Linked DNA regions of Gossypium hirsutum: region 2 is linked to region 1. A link is a contact called in public Hi-C data. All regions are on one chromosome and are shown on one strand. Each heading gives the region's core, a stretch centred on a gene start, on an enhancer-like site or on the middle of the called end of the contact. The rest is flanking DNA. Distances are from core to core; before and after follow the strand shown.

Region 1 (6,667 bases), core at 2,363-4,862:
AACTTCCAGAGGCTCTGAGCTTACTTGCCCTAGCCAGGACTGCAGACGGCACCCGAGCTCGGTATTCCAGATTGTATAGGACATTGGCGATGAAGGTTCCATCGCTAAGGGATCTAGTTGGGGAGCTCGAAAAGGGGGGAGTATTAAAAGATGTAAAGTCGTGAATGCAAAGGGTGTTAGTTTTATTTTTCTGATGTTGGAGTGTGTGTGGGGGTTGCGATTTGCAGGGACAAAGTGGGTGTTGTTGTAAACCTGTGATTTGACGTGCTTTGTAGGGATTTGCGGAGTCAAATGTATTGGAAGGTGGTGCTACTGTTGATGCCCCTTGTATCACATCACAAGTTGATAATAGTGGCAATTTTATGCAGGCATCCATAATTTTTGAGTACCGAATTTTACATTCAAATATAATTTCCAACAGCAACAGAATCATACAAGTTTAAGTAGAGCTCTAGGTATTTAGCTTAGTTTAAAGAAGTTTTATACGTGGTAAATAAAACTTCTTAATTACAATTGGTTAGGATAGTTTACTAGAATCTTAGTCTATAAATTCAAAATGGCATGTTTCTAGAGATTTTTTGTAATTTTTTTTGGCAACGATCATCTATTTTTATTTATAATTCGTAATTCAATTTATCTTAAATTCAAAATTCAGACTCGTTTCTCATCTTTGATTTCCTGCTTCCGAAAATTCAAAGACCAAGAATTTAAGATCTTGTCAACCGCCATTACTTATATTTCTCTCTAGTTTCGATTTTTCTTTTTTGTACTTTCTATCTATCAATTCCAATTTCCTTATAATCTTGTCCCTTTTTAGCCTGGCTTCAAACTTTATTTGCATCCTAAAAATTCAATTCATGATATAATTCTTCCCTCGATTTTGATCCAATTAAATAAATTCAACAATGGGATCCTCAAAAGGAGATTTTATTTTATAATACTATGAACTGAATTGTAATTTTAATCGAGATGCATCTTTTCAAAGGACAACCATATCCCAAACCCCCCCCTTCTTTCTAAACGGCTCATTGTTTACTGGCTACGCCATTTCTCATTCCTTCATCAACCTCATAGTTGTATGGGACTAGTCTCAGTCCACTCCCAGTTTGCTGATTATCCTCTCGCATTTGCTACTAATCATCGCCTCGGCCTACGGGCATTAGCAGCCATTTGCTGCTATTATCCCCCTCCAAAGGGAAGATTCTTACCCGTTACCCCTGCGCCATTGGAAGCATCCAACTTGCATGTGTTAAGCATGATATCTATTTCACTAATCTGAAGTTGTAGTTGGAACAAGATATACAGACCTATTTTGGTCCCAAAAAGTTATTTCTTTCACCCTGCCTCCCTTCACATAAAACTTTATGCTTCCCTTACTCAATTTCATGGTTGCATTTCTACGAAAAATGAATAGCTCACTATGTAAACTAAAACTTAGTAATCAAGTCTATAAAACAAGGGTTCCCATGATATTATTGTCACCATCAATAACTTGAAAACTATGTATGACATGTGAGGCAACGAACAAATGCATTTTCCGAAAGGAGATTTGCAGCACATACCAATCTTAAATCGGTTGAACCAAAGCTGGGAAATTTTGTAGACAGGATCTATCTTTTCGGTGAAGTGTGAAGTCAGTTTCAATGCTTATAAAATACGAGTTCTCTACTACAGTTGGCTTTGATAGCCTCTTCTAGTTTCTCAGATCGATCGAATTCAACCTTGAAGGAAACCATGGTGGTCCCATCTTTGCCTGTATCATAATCCTGTTTGATGTCCTCAACTTCGAAAGATTGTAACTGCAGCAAAGAAGAACAAGGTTACCATGTGATACATTTTGAAGGTCCACTTTCTAGGGCAAAGACAACGAGAGTAACAAAATATTAGAAGAATTTCAACAATGCAACTTACATACACCAATTTTAATTAGTTATCACCTCTACATAACTAAAACCAAATATAAATATAAAGTTGAGAGCAAATAAAAAGAAGGCATAAAATGGGAGAGAATTATATAGCTTGTTTTGATCCCCAAAAGTTAAATAAATAGTTTAAAATCATCTTATCCCTAATTAAGAGATACCATTCTTTTGAACCCAGAGTTTAACTCGGTTGGTTCATGCAATTACCCTTAAGAGGTGGTATTCACATAATCTGGGATCCAAATCACAGCATCTGTAATCCTTAGTTTACAACCTACTTTGTAACATGCTGGTTCCAGAAAATGATTCATTCGAGGTCACAATATGACTCAGATGAACTGAAACTAACACTTACAAATAGACATGAAAAAATTGACTTGTTACTAAAGGGACATGTCACTAGAGAAACAAGCAAGCGGCATCCAAGGATGTTACAATCATTATTCATACACATCCTAATGGTGATAATCAGATGAGAAACTACAACCACACACATTCCAATCATGCTAATCGGATCAGAAACTAAATTACATAACCAACACAATCTGACGGCGATAAGCCAATAATTGGATGAGAAACCACATTAAGAGAAATTTATATAAAAGAAGCATAAAATTTTTCTACTTTTTATTTGTAAACATTATATGCAAACAACTAACAGACACTAAACACTAACCATAAAATATCAATTTACTTGGCATTTAGAAGGACTAATTTAAACAGGGAAAAAATTGCTCACTTGATGGTATAGAACTCCCAAAAGATCGAAAGGAACCTCCACTCCCATTGGAACCTTCAAAAATTCCAATCAAATATCAACATTTCCAAATATTAAAATCATAAAATTTAAAAATTAAAATTGTCATACATAGATTATTTCCATTCTTACTTTAGATTTTACAAGACAAGTTGGAGCATTTCTCAAGCATTCCGAGGCCACTCCACCATAAGCCCTAACAAGTCCTCCCGTTCCCAATTTAATTCCCCCAAAATACCTGAAATTTATTTGAAGATTCATGTTATTTGTCCCTTCAATTTTGATCATGGCAATATATGTCAAAAGTAAATAAATATACCTAATAACGACCACCATGATTCTGTCTAAACCTGAAGAAACAATTGCAGAATGAATCGGCTTCCCCGCCGTTCCAGAAGGTTCGCCGTCATCATTCGACCGATACTGATCCCCAACCTATTAAACTTTTGATAGGTCAATTATGAGGTAAGATGAATGAGATGATAGAAAAGCGTGGTGTCATATTAGATTACCTTGTAAGCCCAACAATTGTGAGTGGCACGCGGATCCTTGACTTGGTTGAGGAAAGAGTGAGCGGACTGCTCGTTAGAGATGGGACCAGCGATGGCGATGAATTTGCTCTTTTTTATTTCTTTTTCGAATGTTACTGTTTCTTTAATGGTGGTGAAGGCGCCTGCGTTGCTGGGGGTGCCGGAGCTGCTGGCGGTAGTGACCATTGGTTTTTTGGCGGTGTAGAGGGCGGAAATTGAGGCGGAGAGGCAGTGGTTGACCTTGTGGCAGTAGCGATAGCCAGGTGTTGTTATTACAACTGGCATTTGCTTGTTTTTGGTTCTTTTCGTTTCAATAAAATCAGTGACAAACAAGCCTTTTTCGTACTCCGGCAGCCGTTTCAAAAGGTAGTCCACTCGTATTTAAACGAGACGTTGCAACAACCATTTTACTATTTTTCTTATTAAAATTTAATCTATATATTTTTATTTTTCGAAATTTAGTTCCTCTATTAAGCGAGTTTTTTTATTTTAAAATATTACACTAATAAATTTAATAAACAATTAATAACAATTAATTTGAATGTAATAAAAAATTAATACAATTTTATCTAATTATTCTAGTGTATATTTGTTGGGTTATTCACTCTTTAATATTTAATATATGCTCATTATTATCATTTGTTGGTAATTGATCAAGTTAATCATCATCTGAATTTTAATCTACATCATTAATATTATCAAGATATTCTTTTTTCATGTACTTTTCGAAGCACATGGATCATCTCAATTCCACTTAATGATTGAAGTTATGAAATAAGCAACATGTTAGTACCATACAACCTTTTTTTTATATTATAATAAGGTGATGTTAATAGCGGAAATATTTTTTTAGATCAACAAATTTCTTCTCAATCACATTTCGAAGCCTTGAATATCTCAAATTAAAGAGTTTGTAAGCTGTTCAAAGTGCTACCAACGACATGTCCTTAATCTAATTGTAATAAGGAGGCAACCATTATAACATTTATAAGGATTTTGAATTTCTTGGGTTAGTATGGAATATATATATATTTATATAAGATAAATTTTTAGATTTTTGTGCAAATAAACAAGTGAGATAAGCTATGTATACAATGATAAGATCACTTTAAATTTTGGAGATTTTCACCTCCTATTTAAGAATATTGTTTAAAGATTGAGTTAGGTAAGGGTTTCTAAACAGACCTTGACATATATAGATGTCAATATTTATTTAAATTTTCGAGATTTTCTTTAAAGATAGTCTAAGATTTAGTTTTGTAGGATTTTAAAAGAACCTTGAGTGTGGAAATTGGTTTAAATATTAAAATGCTACAAAAACACATAAACAAGGGTTTTAAATTTTTTACTGTGAGTTCAACACCCAAGAATGTTAAAGGTACTTGTAATCGTTACCCTGTTTCCAATGAACTTGCGGATGCAAGAGATACAAGGGGCCCTAACACCTGTAATATGTATTAATTTGATATTTAATAGTTATTAATACCTTTATTACGTTTTGTTTTTAAAATTTAACTTGTTTTGATATTTTGATGGGATATATAAATTTATCTGTTAAAAATATTTGTTTGGTACACGAAAAGTTACCTTTATTAATTTTATAATCTATAATACATATCTATAGTTAGAAACAATCCCAAATGGATCTCTTTAAACACCTGTCCAAACTTAATGTAGTGACATTGGGTTTTTGTTTCAAGCGGATGAAAAATTACAAATTAAGTTGAAGCAAATATTTATAATTTAAGTTATGATAATAAATAATTAGAAATATGAGATTTTTAAACTTTGTACACAAAATTGGAAGAGTAATAAATTACGAATAAATAAATATTGTTATGAATATCTTATTAAGTGGATGTCCATCATGATCAAGATAAACTTTTAATGTACTTTAAATTCTAATAGCTATTAGAATTAATCTCTATTTCTTTTATACTTCTTATGTCTATAAATAGAGACTCTGATGAAGCATTGTAATCACCCTTTTTATCAATAAAGGACATTCTCTATTGCTTTCATATTTCCTTTGTTCTTTATTCTCTCCATCTCTCTTTATTTTATAACACGTTATCAGCGTGATCTGAAAGATTATTTGCTACATATATGGCTTTTGCCTAAAATATTTTATTTTTGTTAATATTCTTTGAGGAAGGATATGAGAATGTTGTAATAAACTCTATCATTATATATAGAAAGAATTTATCTTATTTAGCACTAAAACAAACAAATATTATTTTAATATTTGATAGTACAAAATTAGACGAAAGTTTTAGAAGAGCTAATATATTAATATTTTATGATGGTTAATCCATTGGTTTTAAAAGATATTTATAATGGATCTTATATTGAGATTGTGAATGAGGAAAATATTATATTTCATATGAATCACTATTGTTATAAATATTTATTTTGAAAGGATGAAAAAAAGAGGACTGTGTTATTAATTTATATTTATTTTATAATCTTTATGATCTTCCTTTGTCATCATCTCCATTAAGGGGTTGGAAGCAAATTATTTGACTGTGAAAGATCTATTTATGAGCAATAAAATACGATAATTCTATCTAAAGGTTGTTATGGTTGGATGCACCTGAAGTTGTAAAATTTTTTTAAATATTTGAAGATTTTGATATATTCCCTGAAGTGAATATTGATATAATTATTTGAAAATTATATATATTTTGTTGACTTAGTGACATTATAATATTCACATTGATTTAGACATTTTCAATAGTAAATGTCACAATAGCACTTATATGTGGAAACAAAGTAAAAAGAATGATAATAAAATTATCAATTTGTTACAATTTAGTACAATTGAAATGCATGTTAAAGTAAACCAGAAGTTTACTGATACAAATACATTTACTACTTGGCGTGACCAGTTAGACCATTCTAGATTATATATGATGCGAAAATTAATTAAGAACTCATATGGACATTCATTAAAGAACCAGAAGATTCTTTAATTTAAAAGAATTCTTATATGTTGCTTGTTCTCAATGAAAAATTAATTATTAGCAACTCTCTAGCTAAAGTTGAGATTTAATGTCTTACATTTCTGAAATGAATATGGGCCTATTCATCCACCATGTGGATAATTTTGATATTATATGATTTTAGTAGATGCATTTACAAAATAATCACATATGTGTTATCAATTTGCAATTTGTCGTTTGCAAGATTGATTGTTTAAATAATTAATTTAAGATAATGCAATTAAGACAATTCATCTTGCTAATACTGATGAGTTTATATCTCAGTCTTTTATTGATTGAGTTTGAAAATTTTTTGTAAAAGTTTATTATTTATGCGCATAATGGTTTAGAGAAATTATTAATTGAACACCTTTGATTAATGTTTAAACTATTACTTATGAGAACTAAACTTCCTATTTTAACATGAGATTATGTTGATTTACGTGTTGTACGCATCAAACCAATAAATTATAAATA
Region 2 (6,667 bases), core at 2,486-4,985, 140 kb after region 1:
ATCCAAGTCGTAATGCGCAAAGGTCAGTGTAGTCGATCCCTGTAACATGGGAGACTTTGACTAATAAACTGTACTAATTGGCCCAACCAAAAATTCTAGAAAAAAATATGCAGATGGGCATATGAGTCTAGTTTCAGGGAAAATTTACGGAACTGGATTTCGAGTTTCATAACTCAAGATATGATTTTTAAAGCAACTAGTATGCAGATTGGCAGCTTGTCTGGGAAATTTTTAATAAGTGGTTTGAAGTCTGTTAACACTTCGTGTTCGACTCCGGCGACGGTCTCGGGTTCGGGGTGTTACATTGTTATTTAATACAATACCTAGAACTACCTATAGCCCCTCCCCAACCATTAAATAAGAGGATAATGCGATTTACCACACTTGAACCGTTCTCTTGCACGGGCAATAATATCAATGCCAATTTTTGACACTCAAAATTTTAATTTATTATTTTTTAATTTTTAATTTTAAAAATATCATTACAGATCCTGATCTTATCTGCTCTTTTTAACACAATGCCTAGACTATCCATAGCCCCTCCCCGAACCCACATCTTCTTGTATTGACGACAATACTCATGTCAATTGAACTAAGACTCCATCGACATTTCCTAAATTCACAAAAAATGTATTTTTAATTTTTTTTTAAATTCACTTAAATTTAAAAATTGCATTTTAACATTAAAGATACTAAATGAGATTATATCCAGTAATTTTGACAAGGAACTCGTTTATTTGAGTAATGCTAAAATATTGGCTCAAACTTTTATAAAACATAAAAAATCATGGAGTACATATTTAAATAACAATTCCAAATAAAAGCGAATCATCATAATTTGGGGCATTTAAACTACCACATTCATGTATATGCTAATCAACATCTAAAAATAAATAAGGCTAAATTTGAAGAATATGTAAAAAGAAATTTAATTAGGATTTTAGTTCGTTTTAAATTTTATTTAGGGAAATAAGTCATTTTTTGAGAAAGAATGTGAAAGCACGTCTAGCTGGGCGCGTTTTCCCTTTAAGTTGTAATTTTTGACTTTTTTTAATGTAATCAATTTTTTTAGTTGGATGGTTAAATATTGGTGGTTTTGTCCTTGAGTCCTAGGTTTGATTCCTCTCCCACTCACATTTATATTTTTTTATTTCATGTTGCTTTAAGCTTCTTCTTCTTATTCTTTTTTTAATGAATGTTTTTAACATATTAGTTTCCTTAGTTAAATGGTTAAATGATAATGATTTCATCATTGAGACCTAGATTCAATTCCCCTTTTCTAGACACATTTTTAATTTTTATTTAATATTGTTTCAAGTTTTTTTTAATTAATAATTTTTTTTTCAATTTTAATTCATCTTTTTAATTAATAAATATTTTATTCATAAAATCAAATAATTATTACAAATATGATTATCTTTAGTAAATATAATTTTTATATGTGTAATACTTATTTTTCAATCCATATCATGAGTGTAGTAAATATTTTTGTATGTGTATTTAAAATATTTCACATATAAACATAATGGTATTTCAAATAATTAATTGAAATATTTCACATATAAAAATATTTGAAATATAATACTCACAAGATGAAAAAACAATTATTTCATTTTATAATATTAGAAATCACCATACCCACAATATACGTGGAGAAAATAAATATTTGACATATAAATATTATATATAAAGAAAAATATATCAAAAAAATAGTTGATGTTTATATTATATATATAGAGTTATTATTAATTTCAAATATTTTTAACATAATGATATATGTAAAATATATATTTATTATATAATTACATATTTATTATTTGATTTTATAAATAAAAGAGTTGTTAATTAAAAAGATGAATTAAAATAAAAAAATTAAAAAAATATTTATTAATTAAAAATAAAAAAACTTGAAGTAGTATGAAATAAAAATTACAAATGTGTTTAGAAAAGGGAAATTAAACCTGGATCTTAATGATGAAATCATTATTATTTAACCATTCAATTAAGAAAGCTAATATGTTAAAAACATTCATTAAAAAAAGAAGAAGAAGAAACTTAAAACAACATGAAATAAAAATATAAATATGAGTGGGATGGAAATCGAATCTGAGGCTCAAGGATAAAACCACCAACATTTAACTACCCAACCAAAAAAATTAATTGTATTTAAAAAAAAGCACCTACCAACTGTGATAATTGCACCAACAGAATCGGATCACAAAGGCATTATAATCCCCAATCTCAAACAATTGGATAGAAACATTAAAAGAAAAAGATGATGGGACTAGAAACGAAAATTGATGACTCCTTTTAATCAACTGTGGCAATTCCCTCCAAAATTCAGAATCTCGTTCTTCCACTATCCCTTTCACCCAAATGTCCAAATCTTGCGATAATGGATTGTATGTAACAGATATTTCATATTATTCTATATTCTTTTTTAATTATTTAATAATATTTTAATAATTTAATATAGTGGTACATGAAGTATAAATTTTAAAGACTTTTTAAATAATTGATATAAATCATTTGTAAAATTAATGGCACATAAAATATTTAAAAACTTAAATATAATAAATCATATTTAAATAATTTAAAATAATGATGCATAAAATATAAATTAATCTTATTTTTTATATACTTTTAAGATTTAATATAAATAAAGATATTTTGATAATTTTTACTTCCAAATGTAAAAATTAAAAACACTTAAATCTTAGCTTTTGTAATTGGGTGGAAAAACACTTTTCCACCACAAATTTTGACCCCAAAAGCTAGGTGTTTCATTGTTTCTACGGTGAAAAAGCACTTTTAGCTTCCCAAGCGCAATGAAGAACAGGGCCTTAGTAGAGTAGTAAGGTTTTTTTATATGAATTTGTTGGTTTTGTGTCTGATTCTCAAATATTGTTTCTCAATTATTTTATTTGAAAATTATATAAATGTATGAAAAGATAAAAATACCCTTATAGTAATATTAATTACCCTTTAAGGTAAGGGTATTTTAGTAATTTCACAGTTGAAATGGTGTCAGGGACTTAATAATAGTATACATATAGAACTGATGGAAGTAATAAATGATACATGTTGAAATAAAAATATATAAAAAAAGGTTAGAGTAAAGCTTAGGTTGAATGGTTAATTTAAGATTTTATTGATCTAATTGGTATGTATATTTTAATTACGGAAGGAGATCCAAATTAGTAAAGGGGTTTATGAACTTCTCTTGAGAAAAACTTCATTACTAACTTACAAACGGCAGGAAAGTAAATTTCTTTTTTTCATGGATGACAACTTGGCAACTTTCCGGTATAAAATTAGGTTATTCCGGATTTTAATTTAATATAAAAATAATTTATATTGGAAATTCTGATATTTAAATATTGTATCACATCATAAAGTTTATTTTAGAGAATATCTTAATTCCTAGAGAATTGAAAACCTGAAATTTTAATTTCTCCACATTTGGAACTGCATCAAGCTAAACAACAATTTAGAGGAAAAAATTATAAGAAACCAATTTTGCTTTTACCCCCTAAATTGTTTTCAATTTTATTAATTACAATCTGCCACCATTTCTTTTTAATTTGATTTAATACCACAATCACCGTTACGCCATGTCAGACGATAAAACAGTTCAAGAAATTTTTTATATGGTATAGGACCTTGTACCAAACTTTATCCCAAGGCTTTGCGTCGTCAAAAATTCAGTCCCCCGCAATGACTTCTTTCCCTCGATTCGTAAGGCTTGAATCGAATGATATGGTCCTGACTGCTTTCATTTTCAACTTTTAGCTCCTGGCTGCCTTATCATGATTAATTCCAAAACCTAAGGAGACGTAAAAAACTAACACCACCTTAGTTTTCCTTTGCTAGTTAGCTGGTTACAAGACTGTAGGAAAATGGATATCAAATCTCTGACTTCCCAAAATTTCATACATTTCTTCCACAAAAACAAAAGGCAAAGAAATGATGGCCTCCAATGGAGACCTCTACAAAATTTCTGAAAACCATCGCTTCTGGTAGTCATTCCTTTCCAAGCAGTGTGTAATTCGACTAAATCTGTACAGGCAGATACATACTTCTCATAATTTACAAAATCCTCGCAAACATCGACCGCACTTCTATCACAGATGGAGGTGGCTCCAAATCTTTTTCCTGGAGTGCATTCCCTAGCAACTTCTGCATCTGTGCCGCAAAGATTTCGTCCAACACCTGCAGTTTAGCAATGCTTTCAATAACATGTAAACTACCAAGGCTAACGAACAATCGGTTAATACCATATATAGAAATGACAAAGTTCAAGTGTTTGTCCGAGGGATCCAAATTTATATCAGAATGTTCACTGGTCGAGGAGAGACTTACCGAAATCGCAATCCTTAAGCCCTTATACCAGGACATGTTCTCTCTTCGGTTTTCCATAAAGTGTAGAACATCCTGTAAGAAATAGAAAAAAAATGTTATATACGTTTGCATGATTTTAAATTAAGGATATGAAGATATTCGCCAGTTCTACCTGTCCCATCCGGTCCCAAAAATTTCGAAGGACGGTTATGAACACATGTGGCTCAAAAACAGAATGGAGGTTCTCTATCGTATTTATCAAAAGATCTTTCAAAGGCTGCATTCTACTTCTTACATCCGACTCAACAACAGTTTCCTTTGAGTCTTGGATTATCTTCTTCAATTTTGTAGCAGTCTGAACTTTTGTCTATAAAAATAAAGAAATAGAAGCATGAGAATATCTTTAACAAAACAGTGGATATAATATGTAAATACTTGTGCATTCACATATTCCAGGATGCTAACAATGCATCTAAATATTAAACTAGGAATGTGTAATCTTCATACTATTATCCGAAAAAATTATTTAAAAAAGAAAGAAGAAAAGAAAAGCTGGAAATTAGAGACTCAGAACAAAAGCAAGGAGATAATACTGTGTACTAGATTCTACTGCATAATAAACAAAACGAGTCCAGAATCACAGACGTTGGAAATCTCAAAAGCATGATATGAAACCAATAATAGATTCCACTGCGTACTAGAGGATACTCACATTCTCTGCAAGTTTCTCCACTATTGCTTGAATATGGTTTCTGAAGTCAGCCCTCAGCATTACTGTAATTTCACTGAGACGCTCTCCTGGAATTGCATTTCCACCAGGTGGAGTGCAAGGACACCATGACTTCAGCTTGGTTTCTATCTTGGGATGCAGTACAAAAAGTATCCTTTTCATGGAATTCAAAAGAACTCCCAACTGAAAAAATAATTATTTTTCTTTAGTTGTTAGGGGGTAAAAACCGGACAAATCAGAAAAAATGCGTGAAGAAAACTTTACCTCATCCGGAACAACGTAGATGACAGCAGTTCCTTTGGTGAATTTCTGAACATATTTGCCAATTATCTTAGGAGCAAGGCCATCCTTCAGTGGAGCTAGAACATCAGCATATTGTCTCTCTAAAGCTTTAATAATGGCTTTCTCAACATCTGCTACAGCCTTTTCATAGCAACAAGTAGCAACGAGACATAAACAGGTTTGGTTAGCATAAAGCAGATTAAACACATGTTTATAGTTGTTATGTGATGGATGCTATTTATAATGCTAAATATTAATTTTAATTGATATATAACTAAAAGTAATAACTGTTTTTGGGACCAAATTTATTGTTACGAATTTATGGTTTAATACGTTGTATAGTTCAATAAAACCAACTTTGAATACCTACAATTTGATTTTATTTATGTTTAATTTGGATTAAAACAACTGCACTATTTCAAAAACAACTAAACTCATCTTCTCGCTAAACACTTACGTAATTCAAAAAAATCTAATTAAATGTTACTATAATTTTATTTACTATTAATTAATTGATATTACGTTTGTTATATGCTAAAACTAATTTAATAATATAATGAAGAATAAAAGATATTCCCAACACATCAAAAGTTTCTCCAAATTTGTGCTTTTGTATATTATATATTAATCACAATTCTTTAGGTAACTTCTAATTAACTAGCAAAAATGATAGATTGGCATAAAAAAGTTGTAAATCTAATACCATAATAATAGTAAGATGTCATATTAAGCAAGAACCTAACTTAAGGCTCAAAATCAGAAGTACAAAATTCCCCTGAAAACTGATACTGTCATGAAACTAGGTAACATGTTATTTTGTAGTTTCAGGTCCATTTTATGAAATATTGTTGGGTTCATTTTTTTTAATTCTATATGTCATTCCTGTATTACATAATTCTAAAAATCTGTAGCAACAGTCAAATATATCATAACAAAACAAAAGGTCAGAACGACGTACATTTTCCAAGATGATTGTGAATTCTGGCCAGCGAGAAATGATAATTTCATATTCATTCAATGTCTCTGTTAGCCGATCATACATATCATCTATGAAAGGAGTTGTTGATTGTGATGTTTTAATATCAGAACATTTAACCTGCAACCAATTTCAAGAAAATTGCCTTTGAGTGGGGAAAATACAAAACCTTGGCTTACAATCAATTTTAATTAGTCATGCACACTTGGCAATTCTCTGGCCTAGGCAGTCCGCATACACACACATATACATATACATATATATATTCAGAATGCTAATGAATGATGAACTGCTTAGATCAAACCACAAAGAACGAAAGTTCAACCCATCAGGGTAAA

What was found. Hi-C and Micro-C count contacts between places; a contact is called where the count stands out from the background.
Region 2: a Hi-C map of leaf shows a contact between it and region 1, with 4 times the contacts expected there. The contact joins the enhancer-like site here to the promoter of LOC107913396 in region 1. A contact is called at or near these places in 12 of 34 Hi-C or Micro-C datasets (anther, callus, hypocotyl and 2 more).

The regions. Positions count from the first base shown.
Region 1 is chrD11:32,004,014-32,010,680 of Gossypium_hirsutum_v2.1, forward strand. It overlaps LOC107913396 (IMPACT family member in pol 5'region), which reads right to left and starts at 3,613. Exons shown (of 5, transcript XM_041104045.1): 1 at 3,192-3,613; 2 at 2,999-3,114; 3 at 2,812-2,917; 4 at 2,662-2,715; 5 at 895-1,799. The coding sequence starts at 3,494. The coding sequence ends at 1,641. It overlaps LOC107913395 (kinesin-like protein KIN-14B), which reads left to right. Exons shown (of 24, transcript XM_041104044.1): 24 at 1-378. The coding sequence ends at 164.
Region 2 is chrD11:32,140,961-32,147,627 of Gossypium_hirsutum_v2.1, forward strand. It overlaps LOC107913400, which reads right to left. Exons shown (of 23, transcript XM_016841970.2): 18 at 6,312-6,449; 19 at 5,336-5,494; 20 at 5,054-5,254; 21 at 4,514-4,708; 22 at 4,363-4,434; 23 at 3,838-4,212. The coding sequence ends at 4,090. Among protein-coding and RNA genes, the nearest start is that of LOC107913400, 12 kb to the right of the region's middle. Within about 2 kb of position 3,736, at least 4 of the 9 cell types and tissues checked have an H3K27ac peak or open chromatin away from gene starts, as enhancers often do.